Regions from separate parts of the Pan troglodytes genome. Here region 1 is linked to region 2. The links are chromatin contacts, called in public capture Hi-C maps. All regions are on one chromosome and are shown on one strand. Each heading gives the region's core, a stretch centred on a gene start, on an enhancer-like site or on the middle of the called end of the contact. The rest is flanking DNA. Distances are from core to core; before and after follow the strand shown. Region 1 has its middle 16 kb from the start of UBR2. Region 2 overlaps TRERF1 (transcriptional regulating factor 1).

Region 1 (4,762 bases), core at 838-3,337, 290 kb after region 2:
GCTGACAGCACCTGGGTAAGGGAGGTGCTGGCTCTGCTGACAGTGATAAACTGCAGCCCTGGGTACTAGAAAAAAGTGAGGGAGGGGGAGCTCTGAGTCCTGGCTGGCTCATTGTCCAGACTACACAGAGGAAGCACTTTCATACAATCATTTCACCACAAGCGTGTTTACTGCAGCAATATTCAGATAGAAATGTGCTGAAAATTGGAGCTCCAGTGGTGCAATCGGTTAGTGCACGTGGTACTTACACAGCAGTACATGCAAAAAAAGTGTTGAAAATAACCTAAATGATCATCAATAGGAACTAAATTTTTTTTAAAAAATCATATGTATCTGTGAAAAAGAATAAACAAGATAAAAGTAAGGTATAGAACAATTCATAGAGTAGGCCTCTATTTGCAAATTTTTAAGACATGATATATATTAGTGATATTATTTGTGTGTATGTTGTGTGTGTGTGTGTGTTTGTGTTTTGTTGTTGTTTTGAGGCAGAGTCTCACTCTGTTACCCAGGCTGGAGTGTAGTGGTGTGATCTTGGCTCACTGCAACCTCCGCTTCTTGGGTTCAAGAGGTTCTCATGCTGCAGCTTCCAAGACGGGATCTTGCCATGTTGGCCAAGCTAGTCTTGAACTCCTGACCTCAAGTGATCCGTCTGCCTTGGCCTCCCAAAGTGCTGGGATTACAGGCTTGAGCCACCGCGCTCGGCCTAGTTATCATTATTGATAATAATTATTGATAACAGACAATCATTCAGTGCCTTCTAAATGCCAGACTCATTTAACCCCCATTAACACTCTATGAGACAGATACTATTATTATGCCCATTTTACAGATAAAGAAACTAAGATCCAGAGAGTTTAGTTAACTCTTCCAAGGTCACTCAGCTAGCAATTGGAGGAACCAGGATTTGAACATACATAAATATTTGTGGATATTCATGAATAGTTTATGGAAAGACATACCCAAGCCGGGCATAGTGGCTCACGCCTGTAATCCCAGAACTTTGGGAGGCCGAGGCAGGTGGATCACCTGAGGTCAGGAGTTCGAGACCAGCCTGGCCAACATGGTGAAACCCTGTCTCTACTAAAAATATAAAATTAGCTGGGTATGGTTGCGCATGCCTGTAATCCCAGCTACTCGGGAGGCTGAGGTAGGAGAATCGCTTGAACCCAGGAGGCAGAGGTTGCAGTGAGCCGAGATCGCGCCATTGCACTTCAGCATGGGCAACAAGAGTGAAACTCCATCTCAAAAACAAAACAAAAAAAGGAAAGACACACCCAAAACTCTTAATGGCGATTATCTCTCTACAATGGTACCGAAGGTCTAAGGTCTTTTAAATTGTTTGAATTCTCTTTTTACAGTTAGGGTTGCCAGATAAAATACAGGATGCCCACTTAAATTTGAATTTCAGAAAAAGAACAAATTGATTTTTAGTATAAGTACATCCCATGCAATACTTGGAACACACTTAAATAAAAAATTATTTGTTATGTCTCTTAAACCCAAATTTCACTGGGTGCCCTCTATTCGTATTTTCTAAATCTGACAACCCTACTTTTAGCTAGCCTTCATTTGGCGAGGCCAGCAATTCCCTTCAAAGTGAAATATCCATTCTCCGGCAATGTGCCATAATCTGATAAAGCAGGATTTTAATAGGTGGCCTAATTCAGATACTGAAGTTATTCTGTACAACGATGACAAATTAATTAGGGGTAATTCAGAAACAACTGTGCTTGAAGCTCTGTCTTCCCTTGATTTTTTTGACTGAAAGGGATGTGCCATCAATCATGAGAAAATTCAGGCGCCCTCCAAGATGCAGTTTGGCTCTGCCTCTGCCCGCTAGAGGAATTCACCCTGGACCAGATAGAGGCTTTTGTTTTTCAAGCCCCCTACCACTAAAAAGCAGGCATAGATATTAATGGGCATCTTGGATCCACATCTGGGTATTAGATTATTAGAAGGGCATCAGAATTTGCATGCGGTCCGAACCAGCCACTGCCTCCGAAGCCTTGCAGACCACAGTGCCTGCTGCCCTTCCTCTGGGTCCATATCACCAATCAGAATATGAAGTGTGTCTCCTTAACTGCTGATGACTGGAGCCTTCTGGGAATTCCTGAGGGAGGGGAAGGACTTAGCCTGTGGCTTCTAGTCCTGAGGATGCTCCCTTTGAATGTCAGTTACCAGCTGCTTATGGAAGCTAAGACAAGGGACATCAAGTACTTCGGGATCCCAAGCTGTATAACGGGAATCGGTCACGTTCAAACAAAAGCTAGCTCCACTGCTGAAGAGGAACTCCAGAGATCGAAAAGCTCAGCCCCACGGAGGTTGGTCCCTCCTCCGGCACTGCGGAGGCCAGCCTGGGCAAGGGCGCCCCCTGCAGGCTCCCGGCATCGGTGCCGGAGAAGCACGGTGGACTCTTGAGCTGCCGCCGGTTTTGTGGGTGGCTTTGCCTCCCTCACTTCTAAAACCTCCAGCGGTGGCGGTCCCCTTACACCCTGCCTGGGGGGGATACTTGGAGAGGAGAATGAGGGGCTTCTTCCCAGTGGGCAGAACCAAAGGCAGTACCGATGACTTGAAGCTGGGCTCTAGAGAGCAAACAAGACTTTCCTGTATTCAAATTCCCAGGCAGTGATTTATGTTTAGGCCACTGGCTTGGCTGCCGGCTGTGGATTCCACTGACTGGCGGACAAAATTAAGCTCCTGGTTCCTCACGTGGATGCCATCAGATCCCTAGTGAAGAATCCCATGGAACAAAGCTGTAGATGTTCTGATAAGATGAGAGAGGCAGACAAGTGGTCACATGAACAGAGAGACCGTGGAGGAGTGGATGCTGCCTTGGCCTGGGGGAGGACCCAAGGTATTTAGCAGTCCACGCACGTGCTACTCACAGCAGCCCTGTGAGATTATCCTTTCCCTAGCCTTTTCTGTGCCTGGAGGCACCGGCCTAAAGGTAGGTTATATTTCACTGCTGCCCTCTCATCAGAGCCAAAACTATGTTGTCACAATTAATGCTGAATTCGGTAAAAGCCACCACTAAGGAGATGTACAGAAAAACAGCATTCCTGATTTCTTAGCATCTGATTTGTCAAGAATGGGTTTATAATCTGAATATAAAATGGCCCTTCCTACTTGCCCATCTCCTAAGCAGCAAGTAAAGGAGGGTGGAGGCATTGACTCCTCACTTTATAGCTGAGGATTTTCACTGACTCAGGAACATGCATGAGGAAGCCTACTGTTCTATCACAAGCCATTTACTCTCCTAATTGCTTCCAACATATAACTCCATGGTGACAGACCAAAGAGTGAGTAACAATAATGGGGACAGGTAAGAGTCCCATCAATAAATTGCCAAAACCCCAAGTACATCTGGTGATGCTACCTATGAAGGGATCTGATAAATACAAATAAGGAATTTTGAACTTTGCTTTGATAAATACAAGTGAAAGATTGGGACAAAGAGTGGGAAAACAAGGGAAAACTAACAAGTAAACAAATGAGTCTAAACTAACAAGTAAACATATGAGTCTAAAATGAAATTTCCCTCTACCTTTTAGGTTCTACATGATGATGGTGACCAATCTGATGAAAATTCACTAAGTAAACTGGGACAGGAACTTATAATTTCACAATTCACCAGAAAGATGAAAGTAAAAATGAAAACTCTTTTTAACTAAATGGTAGATAAATTATGAACAAACTATCCGGGAATCAAATCATAAAGGGGAAGAGGAGGGAGGCCGGGGAAGTACTGAATATGACCATAAACACAAATTTACTACATCAGTTAAGAGATCTTTGATTGAATTTATTTTTTCCAGATCAGAGCAGTTTTTTGTTTGTTTGTTTGTTTGTTTTGAGACGAAGTCTTGCTCTGTCACCCAGGCTGGAGTGCAGTGGCATGATCTCAGCTCACTGCAATCTCCATCTCCTGGGCTCAAGCTATTCTCCTGCCTCAGCCTCCCGAGTAGCTGGGATTACAGGTACGCACCACCCCACACATCTAATTTTTGTGCGTGTGTGTATTTTCCATAGAGACGTGGTTTCACCATGTTGGCCAGGCTGGTCTTGAACTCCTGACCTCAAGTGATCCACCTGCCTCAGCTTCCCAAAGTGCTAGGATTACAGGCATGAGCCATTGTGCCCAGCCTGATCCTGTTTCTTTTTGTAATGGCGCCTCCTAGTCAAGGATCAGCCCTCAATAAGCATGGGGTTATTCCCTCCAATAGGGAGCAGCACAAGCTACAACTCTAAGAGACTCCTCATGTAGCACTTGTGGACAGACTGAACCCAAAAGGAGCAGACTGGAATGTGTGTAGAGAATAGCCACACTCAATTAATGCTAATTAACACTCAGTTATTTGCAGACCATATAGGTGTGTAAACTCAACTATGGAAGAGTACAACTATTAGCCATTGGCAAAAGCAATTGATGGAAACAAATGCCAATAAAAATTGGTGAGTAAAAATCCTAAATGACTGGGCCAGGTGCAGTGGCTCACGTCTGTAATCCCAGCACTTTGGGAGGCTGAGGCGGGTGGATCACAAGGTCAGGAGATCGAGACAAACCTGGCTAACACGGTGAAACCCCATCTCTACTAAAAAAATATACAAAAAATTAGCCGGGTGTGGTGGCGGGCACCTGTAGTCCCAGCTACTCGGGAGGCTGAGGCAGGAGAATAGCGTGAACCTGGGAAGCAGAGCTTGCAGTGAGCCGAGATTGTGCCACTGCACTCCAGCCTGGGCGACAGAGCGAGACTCTGTC
Region 2 (5,109 bases), core at 838-3,337:
TACAGGTGTGAGCCACCGCGCCCGGTCTCATTTTTTCTCTCTTGCACGATCATTGCTGGCAGTCTTAAAAAGTGGGTGAACATTTCAACTGTTTCCTTATCCCAGAGACTGTAGTGATCACTTTATGCATCTGTCTCCCAATTAGACTGCGATTCCCTTGAGGATAAGGGCTATGTATTCCAAGTCTTTCTTAACACCCAGCAGCGTGTGCTACATACAGCCAATACTCCGCAAAAGTCTGTGGGATAAATGAGAAAGCTAAAGAAAACGAGATGTCCCAGGACTTTACCCAGCACCCAGAGCCCAGGAGGACGCTAAAGGGGTGACTCACTGGAGCGACACAGCAGCACCCGTGGTGTGGGCGTCAGGGGCGTCAGGGGCAGCTGCGGGTGGGCGCCAGGGCCGTGGCCGGAGATGAGGACATTGCTGAAGAGCCCCGAGCCCTGGCGCACCGGGCTCAGCATGGGTGGGGGCGTGTAAGGGGGCAGCTCGTGGGTGGGGTCCAGGAGCAGGTGGTCCCCGAGGACGCGCGGGGAGCGCAGCTGGCTCTGGTACAGGGTGGCGCCCGAGTAGGAGGCGGCGGGGTTCGGGTTGTAGGAGGGCGGCGGCGGGATGAAGAGAGGTTCCGGCCGGTGCCGGAACTTTTTCTTCTCCTGCACGGTCTTGAGGGGCTCCTCGGCTTTGGGCACACTCGGCTGATGCTTCCTGGGGATTTCCTAAAACCGGAACAACGATCTGATTCGAATACTTCAGCTTCCCCCGCAGGCCATTTCCACAGGTTCAGGGAAGGGGGCCTTCTACTGTCTAAGCAGAGAGCCCTTCTGCTTGACCCCCCCACCCCCAACGCCCCCACATTCTGACCACATCCATTTTAGGCAAAGCGAGTTCTGGTTGCTAGACTAGGGAGAAAACTAAGGTTTTGGAAGAAATCCCTAATTTCTGAAAGAGCTGGGGGTGGTAGGAATAGTGGGTGGGCAAGAAGTAATAAATTCAAATTCTTTATTGCTTATCACTACATTCCCATCTGTTTGAGTGGAATCCAGCTGAGTGGGCTCTTTAATTCCCCCACTGCTCCCCAGGGACGGACATCAGGAACAGATACCACATGTTCTGAGAAGGGGACAGAATAATCTCTTCAGGGAAGCATGGGACCGAGACCTGTGAGGCAGGAAGTGGGGGTTCAAGCCTAGCCAAGGTTCCTAAGGCCAGCGACCCACACCGGGCTCTCCTGGGTCACTTTCAGCAGGGGAGAGAGCCTTCGATGACCTCTAAGGGCCCTTCCATGTGCTCACCTAAAAACGGATCTGGTTAACCTCCCCCGTCACCACCCCTCACTATTGCTCCCAGAACTCGTAGCTTATTTGTAGCAAACCCTTCTCTGAGGTTGGCTTCCTGTCAGGAGAGTTAGTTTATTTTAATGGCAGCGGAACCAAGCATAGTCTGGAAGGAGGATCTGCCACATGGATACATATATACTAATAAGTAAACATAGGCACGTAAACAGATGAGCAGGGCATGCCAAAGCCAAACAGAAACAGACTCGGGTTGTGTGGTAGCATCAGCCCAGAAAAGTCGAGAGCTGGGTGTGGCTGCAGAGGCAGTGTGGTTGGGAGGGGCCACGGGGATACCTGAGGGAAGGTTCTGGGCAGTCTGGGGTGCCCTCTCAGGCCCTGCAGGCCAGGGGCCAGTCACAGCTGCAGGTCCTGGAGACTCCTGAGCCCAGGGTGGCGCCTGGGTAGGAAGCAGCAGGGGGTGATGGGAAGGGCTGGCTACAGTCATGTGACCATCTGCCTCCAGGCCATGTGACCTGCCCCATGGGCTCCTCTGCTCTGGGCTCCTCTCCCTCCAGAGCTTCAGGCTCTGCCCCCTTCTGTTTCTCCCTCAGCTTCTCTGCCTTCCGTGGTGCCATCCTGGCCTCTAGGAGAGGAGTCTAGGGAGGCAGAGAGTGGGGAAAGGAGGAGGGGGCAGAGGGTCCCAGGCTCCCGGCTCCAGAGTGAGGTTCCTAACTACCCCCGCCCCCACCCCTCCCCTACCCCCGCGCCTCACCCCCAGGGGACCCTCCTTAGGCCAGCGCGCTCAACCGCCTCTTTTCTCCACCAGAGGGCTCCTCAGCGCCTGAGGCTGAGGCCAGAGAGGGGCAGAGGAGAATGGGGGAAGGAGGCCTGTGCCCCCCACAAGGGGAGCAGCCCTGAAGATACACTCTGTTCCCGGGTAACAGATAAGATCATCCAAGAACATGCAGACCTTATATGATCTCAACGCGGCACTGCAATCCAGACCTCTGATCACAGGGCCAGAGGTCCCTTTTGGGCTCCCTCTCCTCCAGCTTCTTGTCCTGTTACTCCAGCTCTAAACCTGGATTTTCCGATCCTCCAGGCAAGGCTCTGAGCCACTGGGCAAGAGAAGCCACCCAGGATGTCATATATGGTTGTCACTTGAGAGGAAGCACTTACAGTGTTCCACCCCACCAAGCTATTTGGACACTTTGGGGGTGAGGCCAAGCACTGAAAACTTTAAAAAGCTGCCCACAGAGAAGGATGAGAACCACTGATGAGTCCAACCCTATCAAGGTCAGGGGAGGAAACTGAGGCTGTGAGTGGGGGGCAGGTCTCAGCTGTCTTCATCCCAGCTGGCTAGGAGCCAAACTGAGATGGGCACTCGGGGCTCCTTCCTGGATGTTTTAATTTCTTTACATTAAGTGCCAGGGCCTTGTTCCCATGTATTCAGTCCCACCTACATGCTTCCACTTCAGCCTACCGCCCCCACCAACGAGGTCTCTCTCACCCTTCCATTAAGCCAAGTTCATCCCTTCCTTCAAAATCCTGCTCAGAACTCTAATGGTGATCTCCTGAGCAAACTCCCTTGCCCCTCCCCAGTCCATAATGACTTTGGCTACCCAGGTGTATTCTCATCCAGTCACACTTAAAGCATCAATTTCTTGTCTGCCCCTGTCTTTCTCTTACCATCTTGAAGGGGTGGGGGTGTGTGCCTGGGACTCTGACCCCCATGTGACTATGAACTCTTAATTGAGAGTTCCCCAAGGGAACTATTTCCCCAAGGAAACACTGTTTCTCCTGCCAAAGCACGAACTTCCCTGGGCAAAGAGGGAGCTTGGATGTGTCATTTCATCTCTCTGCCTGTTGCTGACCCCCAAGTCCTGACGGCTTATGAGAATCTTCCTCCAAGTTCTCCATCAGTTTCTCTTCTTTTGAGGACTTGATATTACACAGATAACCATAAAGGTTTTTTTCTGTACTTTTCTAGTTGTATTCATTATCTTCTCTCCCTCTATCCTGGCCCAGCCTACCCTTATGCCTCCTGGATTCTCAGCAGCTACCTATTCCTAAGGACAAATATGACCCAACATGCCACTTTGTGGGGAGGGGGTAGGTCTGATATTGCCAACCACACAGGTCACAAATTCCCTAGGGGCCGAGAGACAGACACAGAGAGAGAGAGAGAGAGAGAGACAGAGAGAGGGAAACCCTTCCCAGAGGCAAATTAAGCTGTTTGAGTGAAGCACTTAAAATTGGAGAAAGGAGAACAGTGAGTGAGAAAAACAAATCTCTTTGCTTTCCTGAGATTAGGGGTGGGTGGCTCTCAGTGGAACTACTTTGGGAACTTTAACGAATTAGGTTCTCCAGGGTATTTAAGCAGACAAAAATATTAAGCAACTGGTAAGGCTGCTTGTCAGAATGGATGCCAGGGCTATTGCCTGGAAGCCTGCTGCGCCAGTGGTTACCTCTTTGGTTGTGGATTTGGGAGGTCTGGAGATCCTGGGGAAGGGGCCAGGGCCTGGGGCAACAGCTGCTTACTTTCTGGGATATGGTACTTCCATATTTCAATAATGGCTACGATTGTCTCAGTGATTCCCAGCTGAATGATCATCTCTGTTTAAACCTGGGAACACTTTCGGGTCTCTCAGAATCTAACCTAGGCCATTAGTTTGGCATTTAATGGGGAGCAGGCAGTGTGAACAAGGGTAGGGTTCCCAATGTGGCCACGGGTTCAGCCCTGAGAGACCAAGCCGTATCCAAGCTCAGGTCAGTGACTCTGGAAGGGCCGCCCCATCTCCAAGAAAGCAAAGGGATGTCCCCACCCAGGCAGGTGGGGCAGAGCAGCAACTCACAGCAGGCGTGCGGGGGGCAGCCCCTTGGGGTGAGTGTGGGGGAGAGAGGGTCATCCTCACGAGCACAGGCATCTCGTCGTCCGACATCGAGCTGGCTGGCTTGTCTCTGGCGGAGGGGGCGGCAACGGTGCTGTTGGTGAACCCCTGAGAGCTGGGCTTGGGCGGGAGAAGCTTGACAGGGACAGACACGGGCATGACCATAGGCGTGAGGCTTTCTGCCTCGGGAGGGAGCTGTGGTGGCGGCGGAGGCGGAGGCGGAGGCGGCAGTGGTGGCTGGGGCTGAGGCGGCAGGACCTTCTCTCCTTCCTCCTACACAGACAATAAAGGCTTTGATCCTGGGCTGAGAGCAGCTCTCACAAGGGGGATGCACTTTGCTTTTCCCGAAAAGTTCCAGGACATCAGGTATGGGTGATAGAGAACCGCTGCAGGGCGATTTCCTTCCTGCAATCCTGAGTCCCTTGGCTGGAGTGATGCCAGCTGATGGTGGAAGAGGCTGGACTCCATTTTTTACAGTTAAAAATTCTTGACCATGCATTACTTGTATATTAAACTATTTTTTAAAAATTGTGCATTACTTGTATATTAAACTATTTTTTTAAAATTGTGTGGTTGTCATGCTTTTAAAGAAAGGGACATGGACTTGTAATCAGTCCAAAAGAAGGTACGATCTTGTGTAGGAGTTTTTAATTCTATGGGCCTTAGTTTACTCATTTGTCAAATGGAAATAGGCATTCCATCCTAAATTTTATTCAGGTCAGGAAACCACACTGGAGATACAAAACATGTACTTTTAACAAGTAAAGACAAAAGCTTTTTTAAAAAACATAATCTGGCATGGCCAGGAGATGGAGTGATCTGGGTAATCAAAAATTCTGTTCAACAGAGATTTAATCCCATAGATTTAAATTAAGAGTAATAATATTAAAATAATTCTGAGAAAATTTTTTGATTTTAATCTAACTCTAAAATTTGTGGATAGT

The links. Capture Hi-C pulls out chosen DNA fragments and counts their contacts.
Region 1: a capture Hi-C map of stem cell-derived neural stem cells shows a contact between it and region 2, with 7 times the contacts expected there. The contact joins two enhancer-like sites. A contact is called at or near these places in 2 of 7 Hi-C or Micro-C datasets (blood and stem cell-derived neural progenitor cells), 1 of 1 datasets of contacts at active chromatin or transcription factors (stem cell-derived excitatory neurons) and 1 of 1 other capture datasets (stem cell-derived neural stem cells).

Annotation. Positions count from the first base shown.
Region 1 is chr5:48,432,689-48,437,450 of NHGRI_mPanTro3-v2.0_pri, forward strand. No RefSeq gene overlaps it. Among named protein-coding and RNA genes, the nearest start is that of UBR2, 16 kb to the right of the region's middle. Within about 2 kb of position 2,088, at least 13 of the 24 cell types and tissues checked have an H3K27ac peak or open chromatin away from gene starts, as enhancers often do. A contact at or near this core is called in stem cell-derived neural stem cells, where this site is marked.
Region 2 is chr5:48,147,659-48,152,767 of NHGRI_mPanTro3-v2.0_pri, forward strand. It overlaps TRERF1 (transcriptional regulating factor 1), which reads right to left. Exons shown (of 18, transcript XM_063813036.1): 8 at 4,190-4,438; 9 at 332-716. Among named protein-coding and RNA genes, the nearest start is that of MRPS10, 43 kb to the left of the region's middle. Within about 2 kb of position 2,088, at least 5 of the 24 cell types and tissues checked have an H3K27ac peak or open chromatin away from gene starts, as enhancers often do. A contact at or near this core is called in stem cell-derived neural stem cells, where this site is marked.